3 separate regions of the Sus scrofa genome follow, and all the other regions are linked to region 3. A link is a contact called in public HiChIP or PLAC-seq and promoter capture Hi-C data. All regions are on one chromosome and are shown on one strand. Each heading gives the region's core, a stretch centred on a gene start, on an enhancer-like site or on the middle of the called end of the contact. The rest is flanking DNA. Distances are from core to core; before and after follow the strand shown. Region 1 has its middle 7.9 kb from the start of MIR181C. Region 2 holds the start of C2H19orf53 (leydig cell tumor 10 kDa protein homolog). Region 3 holds the start of IL27RA (interleukin 27 receptor subunit alpha).

Evidence for each region. Promoter capture Hi-C pulls out the DNA fragments that hold promoters and counts their contacts. HiChIP or PLAC-seq counts read pairs in DNA pulled down with a chosen protein or histone mark.
Region 1: a contact with region 3 is called in a promoter capture Hi-C map of liver, with 4 times the contacts expected there. The contact joins the enhancer-like site here to the promoter of IL27RA in region 3. A contact is called at or near these places in 1 of 5 promoter capture datasets (liver), 23 of 47 Hi-C or Micro-C datasets (adipose tissue, alveolar macrophages, blood and 10 more) and 2 of 2 datasets of contacts at active chromatin or transcription factors (alveolar macrophages and skeletal muscle).
Region 2: an H3K27ac HiChIP or PLAC-seq map of alveolar macrophages shows a contact between it and region 3. The contact joins the promoter of C2H19orf53 here to the promoter of IL27RA in region 3. A contact is called at or near these places in 2 of 47 Hi-C or Micro-C datasets (alveolar macrophages and embryonic fibroblasts) and 1 of 2 datasets of contacts at active chromatin or transcription factors (alveolar macrophages).

Annotation. Positions count from the first base shown.
Region 1 is chr2:65,286,111-65,289,816 of Sscrofa11.1, reverse strand. No RefSeq gene overlaps it. Among named protein-coding and RNA genes, the nearest start is that of MIR181C, 7.9 kb to the right of the region's middle. Within about 2 kb of position 1,561, at least 48 of the 83 cell types and tissues checked have an H3K27ac peak or open chromatin away from gene starts, as enhancers often do. A contact at or near this core is called in adipose tissue, alveolar macrophages, brain and 7 more, where this site is marked.
Region 2 is chr2:65,343,868-65,347,725 of Sscrofa11.1, reverse strand. C2H19orf53 (leydig cell tumor 10 kDa protein homolog) reads left to right here and starts at 1,266. Exons shown (of 3, transcript XM_003123347.4): 1 at 1,266-1,421; 2 at 1,499-1,554. The coding sequence starts at 1,325. All of the region lies in intron 1 of LOC110259336 (a long non-coding RNA gene), which reads right to left.
Region 3 is chr2:65,148,333-65,152,544 of Sscrofa11.1, reverse strand. IL27RA (interleukin 27 receptor subunit alpha) reads left to right here and starts at 2,880. Exons shown (of 14, transcript NM_001243884.1): 1 at 2,880-3,082; 2 at 3,557-3,674. The coding sequence starts at 2,989. It overlaps RLN3 (relaxin 3), which reads left to right. Exons shown (of 2, transcript NM_001045679.1): 2 at 1,837-2,066. The coding sequence ends at 2,066.

The DNA.
Region 1 (3,706 bases), core at 312-2,811, 140 kb before region 3:
TGGGGGAGAGGCAGGGAGGGGACAGGATAGAGTGTGCAGGGTCTAGGGGAGGACTTGGGGTTTTGGTGTGAATGAAATGGAAACCATGGAGGGTTCTGAGCAGAGGAGGGACATGGCAGGCCCAAGGTGTTCACAGTTGCCCTTCCTTGGGCTGTAGTGGAACAGACTGTGTGAGGTGGGGGCAGGGAGAGCATGGAGGTGGCAATGTCCTAGGTCCAGGAGAGACACGATGAGGGCCGGACCTGGGTGGGGGCTTCTGGAGAAGGTAGGATCCTAGGTGCTGTTTAGAGAGGACAGTAACTGAATTTGTTAACAGATCGCATTTGTTTGTTCGTTTGTTTGTCTTTTGTCTTTTTAACGCTGTACCCGTGGCATATGGAGGTTCCCAGGCTAGGGGTCTAATCAGAGCTAGAGCTGCCAGCCTGTGCCACAGCCACAGCAATGCCAGATCTGAGCCATGTCTGCGACCTACACCACAGCTCACGGCAGCACTGGATCCCCAACTCACTGAGCGAGGCCAGAGATCGAACCCACAACCTCATGGTTCCTAGTCGCATTCATTTCTGCTGCACCAAGACATGAACTCCAGATTGCATTTGGTAGGACAGGTTTTGGCCCAAGCTGGAAGAACGCAGTTGCCATTTCCGGAGACGGGGAAGATGTCTGGAGAAGCTGGTTTGTGGTTGAGGGAACAAGCTCCCAGCCCAGGGCCTCGTTTGGACCTGGAGCGTTCCTGCCCAGACTCCGGTTGGGTGCGGAGGAAGGTGTCCTCCTAGCCTGGGCCTTGCCTTCTCGAACTTTCCTCTTGGCTGACTGCTGGGTGTGCCAGCTACACACACATCTGGGCACACACGGGCACCGCCCAAGACCCCACTGCAGGGCATCCCCCTTCCCATGGCCACAGCCTTGGCAGGGGTGGTCCCTGGGGGTTGGGGCTTGGGGGGTTGACGGAGCTGAGAAGGGCCTTCTTGTTGACACACCCACCAGGCCTACATCTGGTCCTGGAGGAGACCCCCAAGGGGACACGAGGTGACATGGGGTAGGAAATCTCTCAGGGGGTAGGTTCAGGAAGGGCTGCTGCTGAGTCACAGCCCTGGGTCCCCTATGAGTCAGCACTGGCAGGGGCCCCAGGAACTGGGGGCTGGGGTGGGGTGGGGAGGACAGTTCCCACGCCAGAAGGAACCAGGAGGTTTGGGCACTGGGGCTTCCCCCACTGCCCCTCCCATCCTGTGCTGGACTCCAGGGGATATTCAAAGGACTTTAGGGTGAGGGTGGGACTGACCACTGGGCTGGGATCCAGGAATCCTCTCTCCTGGTCTGACCCAGTTCAGGAATGCAGAGGCTGCCCGCCCAGCCTGTGTTGCCGCAAGTAGAGCTAGACATTAAGAGGGATCACGTGCCAGTGAGGCATTGCTAGGGACCTGAGTTCTAGGGGGCTTTATTCAAGAAACGCCTCCTTTCTTCTGGGGCCCCTGCATTTTTGGGGCCTCATAAGCTGGGGGTTGGGAAGGGCTGAGAGAAAGAGGAACCGAGAGCCAGCCTGCGCGAATAGGGGAGGGCTCTGGTGTCTGCTGCCCCCTGCTGCTGGATGCGGGAAGCTCAGCAGGCCGGAAGGCTGGCTGGAGGGCTTCAAGATAATCCTGAAAGGAAGATGGGTTAAGGCCGGGCCACAGGATCCCAGCTCTGCAGCCTACAGGCTGTGCCTCCCTGGGCAAGAGTCAGCTCCTCTCTGGGCTTCAGCTACCCATCTGTGAAAATTACAATATCCACTTCATTGGTTTGCTGGGAAGAGTCTGAGATGATTTGAGTGGAATGAATAAATGTATATTCCAAAGACATCCCCTCCTGCTTTTCAGTTAGAAGGGGGAGGATACACAAAAGACACCAACAAAGCTGTCCCCACCCACGGAGGCACAATTACTATTTACTCTCATCCTCTTCCTTACATGCCCCTCCCCTCCAGGGAATCACCATCCCAGTGGGAGAAGTCAGGTGTAGAGTAGGGTTGAACCCCCACCCTCCTAGGCCAGTTGGAGCTTGGCTTTCTGGGCAGAAATCTAAAGGAAGTGGGGAAGGTATGGGAAAGGGAGACTTGGAGAAAGGAGAAACTGAGGCAGGACAGTGGTGAGGGGACCAGAATTGAGGGACATGACCAGGTGGAGAAGGACCATGGCCCCACAAGGGTTAAAGCCTGGGCTTAAGGGGGCGGGGGGAGCTCGAGGGTTTCCTTTACCCTCTCCAGGACTGGAGTGGGGGGTAGATCAATAAATAGAATGAGAAATCTGTCAGCTCAGTCCTGGCCAATGGGAGCCACATGGCACCACAGTCTGCCCTGAGGTGACCTCCTTCCACCAGCCACGGTGGCTACAACAAGCAGGGGCTGTTGTAGGGAAGCATATGGGGGGATCTGTGTGCAGATCCCTGGAGGAATCCTCAGCCAAGGTACTTTCCTACTGTGCATGCCCAGGTACCTGGGTGTGTGTGTGGGAGGGGGCTCTGTGTAAGCATCTCCAGGAGATCAGGAGAACCCCAACCGTTGTACAACTTTTGAGTCCACCTGCTTTATGTGACCTGTGTACCTGGTCTGAGTGTGTGCCTATACCAGCTGGTACTAGGTACACACATCCTCAAGTGTCCCTGTATTTCGTGTGTCCTTATGGAGCCCTGTGGCCCCAGGGCCCTGTGCTAGGGGGTTGCAGGTGTGTGTTGGTTCTATGAATTCCGGTGTGACTCTGCACTTTGTACATGAGTGATTGTGCATATGTTTGAGTGTCTGTGAACTTTGCGTGTCTGTGTGTGCCTCTGAGACCACATACCTGACATGTCTCTAGGGGTGTGTTTCTGTTCTGTGTATATATCCATGTGTTGTGTCTGTGTATCTGTGTGTGTTGAGCTCTTGTGCATCAGGGTGATCCCATGGCTGTGCACCTGATGAGTGGGGGGGGTATGTTGGTTCTATGTTTACACCTGTATGTCTGTATACCTTGTGTATGCCCCTGGGGCTTGTGCGTGTGTCAATATTTTTTGTGTGTTCCCTTGGGATTCTCTATGTACTATATTTCAGTTCTGAGGACTTCCTCCTATCCCTCGGATGTGGTGTGTTATCTTGCATGTGTCCGTGTGGCCTTTGGTGTCCCTGCCTTTATAGCTGGGTTTTAAGGACATCCTGGTGTGGCTGGTGCCTCTGCCTGTCTTACTATTCCCTCCCTTGGGTTTGTGTCTGGAAGACCCCTGCACACCCTTCCCTGTGTTTGTGGTTCGCATGCCTTTGTGCGCGTGTGCTCCCCCGTGCGCCTTTGAGGTCTGCGTGCATCTGGGTTCCAGCGTGCGCCCGCTCGAGCCCCCGTGTCCCCGTGTCCCCTGTGCGGGGGCCCGGGAGCTGCGTCCTGGAGCCCTATGGGCATCCCTGCTTTCGTTCCCCTGAGCCTGGCAGGAGGCCTAGGGGCGCATAAGGCCGCGGCTGGACCCACCGCCCGGCACGGCGCGGGGAGGAGGGAGGGGGGCGGCGGCGGCGGCGGCGGGAGCGCGGGCACGTCACCGAGACAGACAGGCGGGCGGGCGGGAGGCGGCGGCCGCGGGTTCGAGCCGGCGCCGGAGCCCCGCGGCCCCCTCCCCCTGCCCGGGGCCGGGGGAGCCCCTGGCCAGCCCGGGAGCCGCCAAAATGCAATTTCCCGTGCAGGCGCCTCGGCTCGGGGGGCTTTTCCGG
Region 2 (3,858 bases), core at 17-2,516, 200 kb before region 3:
ATGGCGCAGTGGTTAATGAATCCGACTAGGAACCATGAGGTTGCGGGTTCGATCCCTGGCCTTGCTCAGTGGGCTAACGATCCGGAGTGGCCGTGAGCTGTGGTGTAGGTCGCAGATGCGGCTCGGATCCCGCGTTGCTGTGGTTCTGGCGTAGGCTGGCAGCTACAGCTCCGATTCAACCCCTAGCCTGGGAACCTCCATATGCCATGGGAGCAGCCCAAGAAATAGCAAAAAGACAAAAAAATGTATATTTTTAGGAGTCCCCATTGTGGCTCAGTGGATACCCGACTAGTATCGAGGATGTGGGTTTGATCCCTGGCCTTGCTCAGTGGGTTAAGGATCTGGCATTGCCTCAGGCTGTGGTGTAGGTCACAGACGCAGCTTGATTTCTGCTTTGCCATGGCTTAGGCCGGCAGCTGCAGCTCTGATTTGACACCTAGCCTGGGAACTTCCATGTGCTGCAGGTGCAGCCCTAGGAAGAAAATATATTTTTTTTTATCTTTTAAAAATATATATATTTTAATGTTAAAAATGTTTTTAGTCACTTAGGATGGAGCATGATGATGCGAGAAAAAAGAATGTATACATATATGTGTGACTGGCTCACTTTGCTGTACAGTAGAAAATTGACAGAACACTGTAAACCAACTATAATGGAAAAAATAAAAATCATTATAAAATTTTAAAATATATATATTTTGGAGTTCCTGTCATGGCGCAGTGGTTAACGAACCTGAGTAGGAACCACGAGGTTGCAGGTTCAATCCCTGGCCTTGCTCAGTGGGTTAAGGATCCGGCATTGCCGTGAGCTGTGGTGTATAGGTGACAGAGGGGGCTCGGATCCTGCGTTGCTGTGGCTCTGGCATAGGCCAGCAACTGTAGCTCCCATTTGACCCTAGCCTGGGAACCTCCGTGTGCGGTGGGTGCAGCCCTAAAAAAAAAAAGAAAAGCAAAAATATATATAATTTTTTTTTTAATCTCGATTACTGAAGTTTGGGAAACCTTAAATTTTGCACCAGAGTGCTTCACTTGTCTCCCCTTAGGACCTAGATTTAATTTTATGTATAAAGAGCATAAAATAGTGTAAGTTTTGCAAAACAAATAAGTACCCAGTAAGTGTTAGCTTATCACTATAACCTTTACTTTTTTGCAAAGCCCGGGCTATGATCATCTACTTAACCAATCTGGGTAGCTGTCCCTTTAATTCTTTGCCACATAATGTCCCATGAGCTATTGCGCCTCCGATCCCACTGTATCCCATCGTGCCCAGCGCCTTCCGGCTGCGACTGCTCACGGCCCCGCCTATTCCGGTTCGTGACTGAGCATGGCGCAGGGGCAGCCCAAATTCCAAGCGCAGAAGCCGGGGAAGAGCAAGACGGCTGCGGCGGCCTCGGAGCGGAACCGGGGGCCAAGGAAGGGCGGTGAGGAACGGGCTGGGGGCTGAGGGGGGAGGTGGATCCCGGAATCTCCAGCCTTATGAAAGCGCATCCTTCCCCAGGTCGCGTAATCGCACCCAAGAAGGCACGCATCGTGCAGCAGCAGAAGCTTAAGAAGGTGAGCGCGGGCTTGCGAGGGGCTGAGGGTGGAGAATACCCAGTGCTGTGAGCCTCAGTTTCCTTCTAGGTGCAGTACGTACGGAAAAATTATCTACCAATCAACGGGCCTTCTAAAGTAAGGACTGTCGCGCAAAAACTGTTCAACTTAGGTTAGCTGCTTTCGCAGTTTGATTTCTTTCGTTCGTTCACTGTTACTGTCCTCTTTAACAGATATCGAGAGGAAAGGCAGCCTGGGACACGAGTTGGAAAAAAAAAAACCCAGCTTTGCAGGAAGGCAGTGCTGGGTGCACATCGAGGGTCCTTTGACAGCCATTATTTCTTTACCTTGAGCCTCTTACCTGTGAAATGGTCATAGTGGTAGCACTTTTCTTGTAGGGATTCATTGCCATAGGATACCAGTAAACCTCTGAGAAGAGCACAGGGCTGTTTTGGGGAGTGTTTTTTGTTTGTTTTGTTTTGTTTTTTTGCAGCATATGGAAGTTCCCAGACTAGGGGTAGAATCTGAGCTGCCACTGCAGCCTACACCACAACCACAGCAGCAGAAGATCCCACCGGCATCTGAACGTATACCACAGCGCAGGCAATGCCCGATCCTTAAGCCACTGAATGAGGCCAGGGATCAAACCCCAGTCTTCATGGATCCTAGTTGGGTTCATTTCCATTGAGCCACAATGGGAACTCCCAATGAACATCATTTTTGTGATTGTTTTCTCTCTCTCTCTCTCTCTCTTTTTTTTTTTTTCTTTTTAGGAAGTTCCCAGGCTAGAGGTCTAATCAGAGCTACAGCTGCCAGCCTCAGCCACAGCAATACACAATCAGAGCCGCATCTGCAACCTACACCGTGGCTCAGGGCAGCACTGGAACCCTAACCCACTGAGCGAGGTCAGGGATCGAACCTGCATCCTCACGGATCCTAGGTGGGTTCATTAACCTCTGAGCCGCAAAGGGAACTCCCCCCTGGTTGTCTTTAAATGTTTTTGTTTGTTTGTTTATAGGTGGATAGGGTTGATCTTGTAAAGTTACAAAGAGAAGTTACATAGAGATCTGGTGGAATCAGATCTGAATTTGAATCACACTCCACACACTAGTGCAATAGTCTTGAGAAAATTGTTTATATTTGTGAAATAGTCCCCAGAGCCTCAGTTTTCTTAGACCTGGTACCCAGCACCCTGCTCACCTCCATCTGGCAGCCAGTGGGGGGAGGTGTCTCTTGGGCATCTCGAAATTCAGTATATCAAAACCAGGCTCCTGGGTAGAGGGAGGGAGTGGGATGGACTGGGAGTCTGGGGTTAATAGATGCAAACTGTTGCATTTGGAATGGATAAGCAATGAGATCTGCTCTATATCACAGGCAACTATATCTAGTCACTTGTGATGGAACATGACCAAAGATAATGTGAAAAAAAAAATGTGTGTACATATGTATGACTGGGTCACTTTGCTGTATTGTAGAAATTGACAGAATACTGTAAATCAGCTATAATGGAAAAAATAAAAAGCATATATAAAAAATTTAAAAGAGTATCACAAAAATAAAGGCAATCACATGGGGGAAAAAAACAACAAAAAACAGGCTCCTGATCCTACCCCCCCTCCCCCACCTCTGCTCCCTACGCACACTGATCCTGCTACAGTCTCCCCTTAGAGATACTTGGGCTTCCTCCCTTTCTCTCACATCCAGGTTGGATCTCATCCTTTTTGCCTCCAGGATTAATCTAGAATCCACCTACTTCCCACCTCCCTGACCCCACCCACCCACCCAGGTAGTCCCACCTAGACCAGGGCAGTTACATCCTTCCAGATCTCCTGCCCCTGCCACTCCCCATAGCTGCCAGAGGGCGCCTGTGACAACCTGAAACCGGAAAGTGCTCTCCCCTCTGCTCACAACACTCCATGGCTCCCACCTCATGCAGGAAGAGCCCAAGTTCTTCTCCCTGAGACCCACAGAACTGGGCACGCTCTACTCCTGTCTTTTCCTTGCCCTCACCTCCTCTCTATCTCTCCCTTGCTCCCTCCCTCCAGCCTCACTAGCCCTGTAACTGCTCCTTGTCCCACCTCAGAACTTATGCACCAGCTGTTTTCTCTACCCAGGTTCTTCCAGAAATCCATACGGCTTATTCCAAGTCACATCTGAGCTGCTGCCCCTGATGGCAGCCCCACAGCTCCACCCTTCAGTCATTATCCTGTGCTTTCATTTCTCCAGAACAGCACTACCATCTGTCATCATTTAACAGTTTACCAGAGTGTGTCACTGACATTTATGTGGTTCCCCACACACACACTGAATGTTACTTCTATGAGG
Region 3 (4,212 bases), core at 1,631-4,130:
GTGTGTGTGTGGGGACAGCAAGCCATTCACCCTAGCTAAAAGTCAGAGAACAGGCTACTCTTTCTGGAACACCTGCTATGTGTGAGCCCTGCATTAGGCAAGGCTGCTGTTTGCAAAACCCTGGTATGTGCCGTTCAGAAGCGGAAACTAAAGTGCTTTCCAACCCTTTGGGGAAGGTAGTGTGAGGGATGTGATGAATCCAAGGCTAGATTTGCCACCTAGTAGGTGACCCTCCTACCAACTTGCTTTCCCTCCCTGATCCTCTTTAACAGCAAATAGGAGCACAGGCCCTGTATCCTGCAGGTGTTAAGTGGCAAAAGTGAGGCAAGACAGAGTAGCATACAGTTGAGTGCTTACCATGTGCCAGACACTGTTTTAAGTGTTTTTTTGTTTGTTTGTTTTTGGGGTTTTTTTGCCTTTTCTAGGGCCGCTCCCACAGCATATGGAAGATCCCAGGCTAGGGGTCTAATCAGAGCTGTAGCCGCTGGCCTATGCCAGAGCCACAGCAACGAAGGATCCCAGTTGTGTCTGCGACCTGCACCACAGCTCACAGCAATTCCAGATCCTTAACGCACTGAGCATGGCCAGGGATTGAACCCTCAACCTCATGGTTCCTAGTCAGATTCGTTAATTACTGTGCCACGATGGGAACTCCGTTTTTTTTGTTTTTGTTTTTGTTTTTGTTTTTGTTTTTAATGGGTATTGAGTCTTCTACTGGGTACGAGATCCTAGAAGATAAGAGTTATTATTATCCTCACTTTGCAGACAAGGTAACTTAAGCTCAGAGAAGTAAATTCACTTGCTCAGGGTTATCACTCAGAGAGGCTGGATTGGTGCTTAGTCAGTTCAGCTCTCAAACACATGTTTTTTTTTTTTTTTTGCCTTTTCTAGGGTTTGCTTCCTGCGGCATATAGAGGTTCCCAGGCTGGGGGTCTAATCTGAGCTACAGCCACTGGCTTACACCACAGCCACAGCAACTTGGGATCCGGGCCACATCTTCGACCTACACCACAGCTCACAGCAACGCTGGATCCTTAACCCTCTGAGCAAGGCCAGGGATCGAACCCACAACCTCCCAGTTCCTAGTCAGATTTGCTAACCACTGTGCCACGACGGGAACTCCCAAACACATGTTCTTAACCATCAGGTCCTCCACAAATAAATAGTAGGGGAAAGAAAATGATTGAAGCAGAAAGCCAAGCTCAGTGAGGTCGAGTAAGCTGCCCATCAAAGCTGGAACCCAGGTACCAGTGGCATCAAAATCTTTAACTGGGAGTTCCCCTTGTGGCTCAGTGATAATGAACCCAACTAGTATCCGTGAAGATTAGGGTTCAACCCCTGGCCCTGTTCAGTGGGTTGGGGATCCAGTGTTGCCATGAGTTGTTGTATAGGTTGCAAACGCAGCTCGGATCTGGAGTTGCTGTGGATGCAGCCTAGGCTGGCAGCTGCAGCTCCAATTTGACTCCTAGCCTGGGAACTTCCATATGCCACAGGTGCTGCCCTAAAAAAAAAAAAAAAAAAGAGTCACTGTCCTAAGCCCTGTGTTCCCCCACCCCCCAGTCCTCCCTGAGGACCCCAAGGCTGCTAGGAGCCTCCAGGACACTGCCAGGGGCCCAGCTGCACCTGTCCTTGTCCCACGGGGCCATGTCATTGGCCACAATTTTTTTTCTTTTTAGATGTGGCTCTAAAAAGACAACAAACAAACAAAAACAAAAAAATCTTTAACTAACAGGCTGAGTCACAAGAACAGAGAAGTGGCTGGACCAGCCAGGAGCCAGAACTCTGAGTGTGGCCTGAGCTGAATCCCAAGCACTCACTCTTTTCATCTTTTTGCAGGGGATGTCTTCTCAGACACAGATTCCAACGCAGACAGCGAGTTGGACGAGGCAATGGCCTCCAGCGAATGGCTGGCCCTGACCAAGTCCCCTGAGACCTTCTATGGGGTTCAACCAGGCTGGCAGAGAACCCCTGGGGCTCTTAGGGGCAGTCGTGATGTCCTGGCTGGCCTCTCCAGCAACTGCTGCAAGTGGGGGTGCAGCAAGAGTGAAATCAGCAGCCTCTGCTAGACAGGGGACCAGGTGGCCATGGAGAACCAGAGTGAATGTCCCAGCTCTGCTGTCCACCTAATGGGTGTCCAGGTGGGCACCTGTTTCTAGCCCCTCATGCATTCATTCATCAGCAAGTCACAGAGCTCAGGCACTATGGGCTCAGAATAGAGTCCTCCCACCCAACCCTGACCTTTGGCCAGCCTATCCTGACCCTGAGCAGGCTGTGCCCCTACCTGGCCACATGGGGACCCTTTCTCCCCAGCCCATCTCATGCCTTTCCTGGCCTGTACTGTCTCCTGCTGCAACGGTTGCCCCTGCTCTACCCAAAGTGGCCACACTGAGACCCTGGCCCAGCTGTGGCCACTGTCCCCTCGCCAGCCCAAACTATACCACCCCCAACTCCCGCCCCATTCTAGCCTTTGCCCCCTCTCTCCCCGAAGCCTTCCAGGCCCCTCCCTCCACCCCAGCCTGGGTTCTAAAGCTGTGGACCCCAAGCCTGGAAGAGGGACCTCAGGTTCCCTTCGTTTCCTGGGGTGGAGGCTCAGTGGTGGGGGGAGGGGTACGGATCAGAATCTTCCTCAACCCCCCAAATAAAAGTTCCAAAGTACTTGGCAGCGTGTGTATGTGTGTGTGTGTGTGTGTATGGTGTTTGGGGAGGGGAGGGGCAGGTATCAGAGGAGCTCTGCCGCACCCTCGACGCCGCTCCTCCTCCCCCTCTCTCTCCCCCTTGGCTCTCCCCTCCCCAGCCCCTGAGAGCGCGGCCGGGGACTTTCCGGCGCAGCAAAGGGGCGGGGATCCCGAGCGCAAGGTGCGGAGGCGGACGCGAGGGGTGGATCGGCTTCCCGTTGCCGCTCTGGGCGCTGGGTCCCGAGAGCTAGGCGAGCGGCGCGGCCGCGCTGGGCCGGGAAGGGCCGGGCAGGACTAGGGGCGCGGGAGTGCCATGCCTGGGGCCAGGGCCGCCGCCTTTGTGCCCTGGCCGAAGCTGGTGCTGCTGCCCCTGTTGTTGCTGCTGTTCCACCGGACTCGGCCCCAGGGTGAGTTCTGGAGCGAGCTCGTGTCGGGCTCTCTGCCGCCACGCTCATGCTTGAAAGCGCACATCCTCAGGGGTGCAGCTCAAGTTTGCGAAATGAATGACTGAGGTCTCGGCGCTAATCTGCTTTCCCACCCCCACCCCGCCGCAGGGGTAGGGACTGGGAGAAGAAAGGAGCTGGGTAATGGGCGGAAGCGAGTTGGGAGCCAGAGCCCGGAGTGGGGGGTGGGCAGGGGTAGGGGCTGTAGGGGGTGGTAACAGGATGTGGCTGGCAGAGGGAGGGGAGGAGTTATGCCCAAAGCCTGGGGAGCGGTACCCAGCGCCCCCTTTCTGTCACCCACTTCCGTGAGGGACCCTGGATCCCCCTCAGAAGCTGTCAAAACTCGGGATGGGGGGCGCGGAAGTTCAGGTTCTGGAGTGTGCCGGTGGCTGGGGGAATTGACCACCTTCCTTTGGACTCTCCCGCCCCTCTCTCCAGGAAGCCTTGGGCCACTGCAGTGCTATGGAGTCGGACCCTTGGGCGACTTAAACTGCTCGTGGGAGCCTCTTGGGGACCTGGGAACCCCCTCCACGCTCTACCTCCAGAGCCAGAAGTAGTGAGTACAAGGGGATGACGGGGAAACTGAGGCTTTGGACGGCACCGCTTAGGTTCCTAGCCTTCTCAGGTTGAGAGAACCCATTCTGTCCCACCCCCCACCCCCAGCCCTGCCCACTTTCAAGTCCTTAGAGTCTAGGTTCCCTCATTTCTTTGCCTGTTACCCTGGACCGATCACTTTCCCTCTCTGAGCCTGTTTCGTCCTCTATCAAAAGTTGATAGTAATGGAACTTGCCTCCCAGGGTTGGTTCTGAGAATTCAGTGAGTGAGGCACTTGAGAAAGAGAAAACACTTAATGATTAGGAGTTGTTTTTAGTGCTGTGTGACCTTAGGCTGCTAGCTTCTCTGAGCATATGAAAAGGTCATTTGGTCTGGTGCTGGGGGTGCAGCAGTGAGAAAGAAAGCCTCATGGAACTCACATTCTGAGGGGGTGACTGATGTTGCTTCACAGTGAATCACTCTGGAAACTGAAATTCATTTCAAATTTGGCCAAGTGAGAGGAGAGTAAAAGGAGCATTTGAAGGTGGGAACTGAGGAGT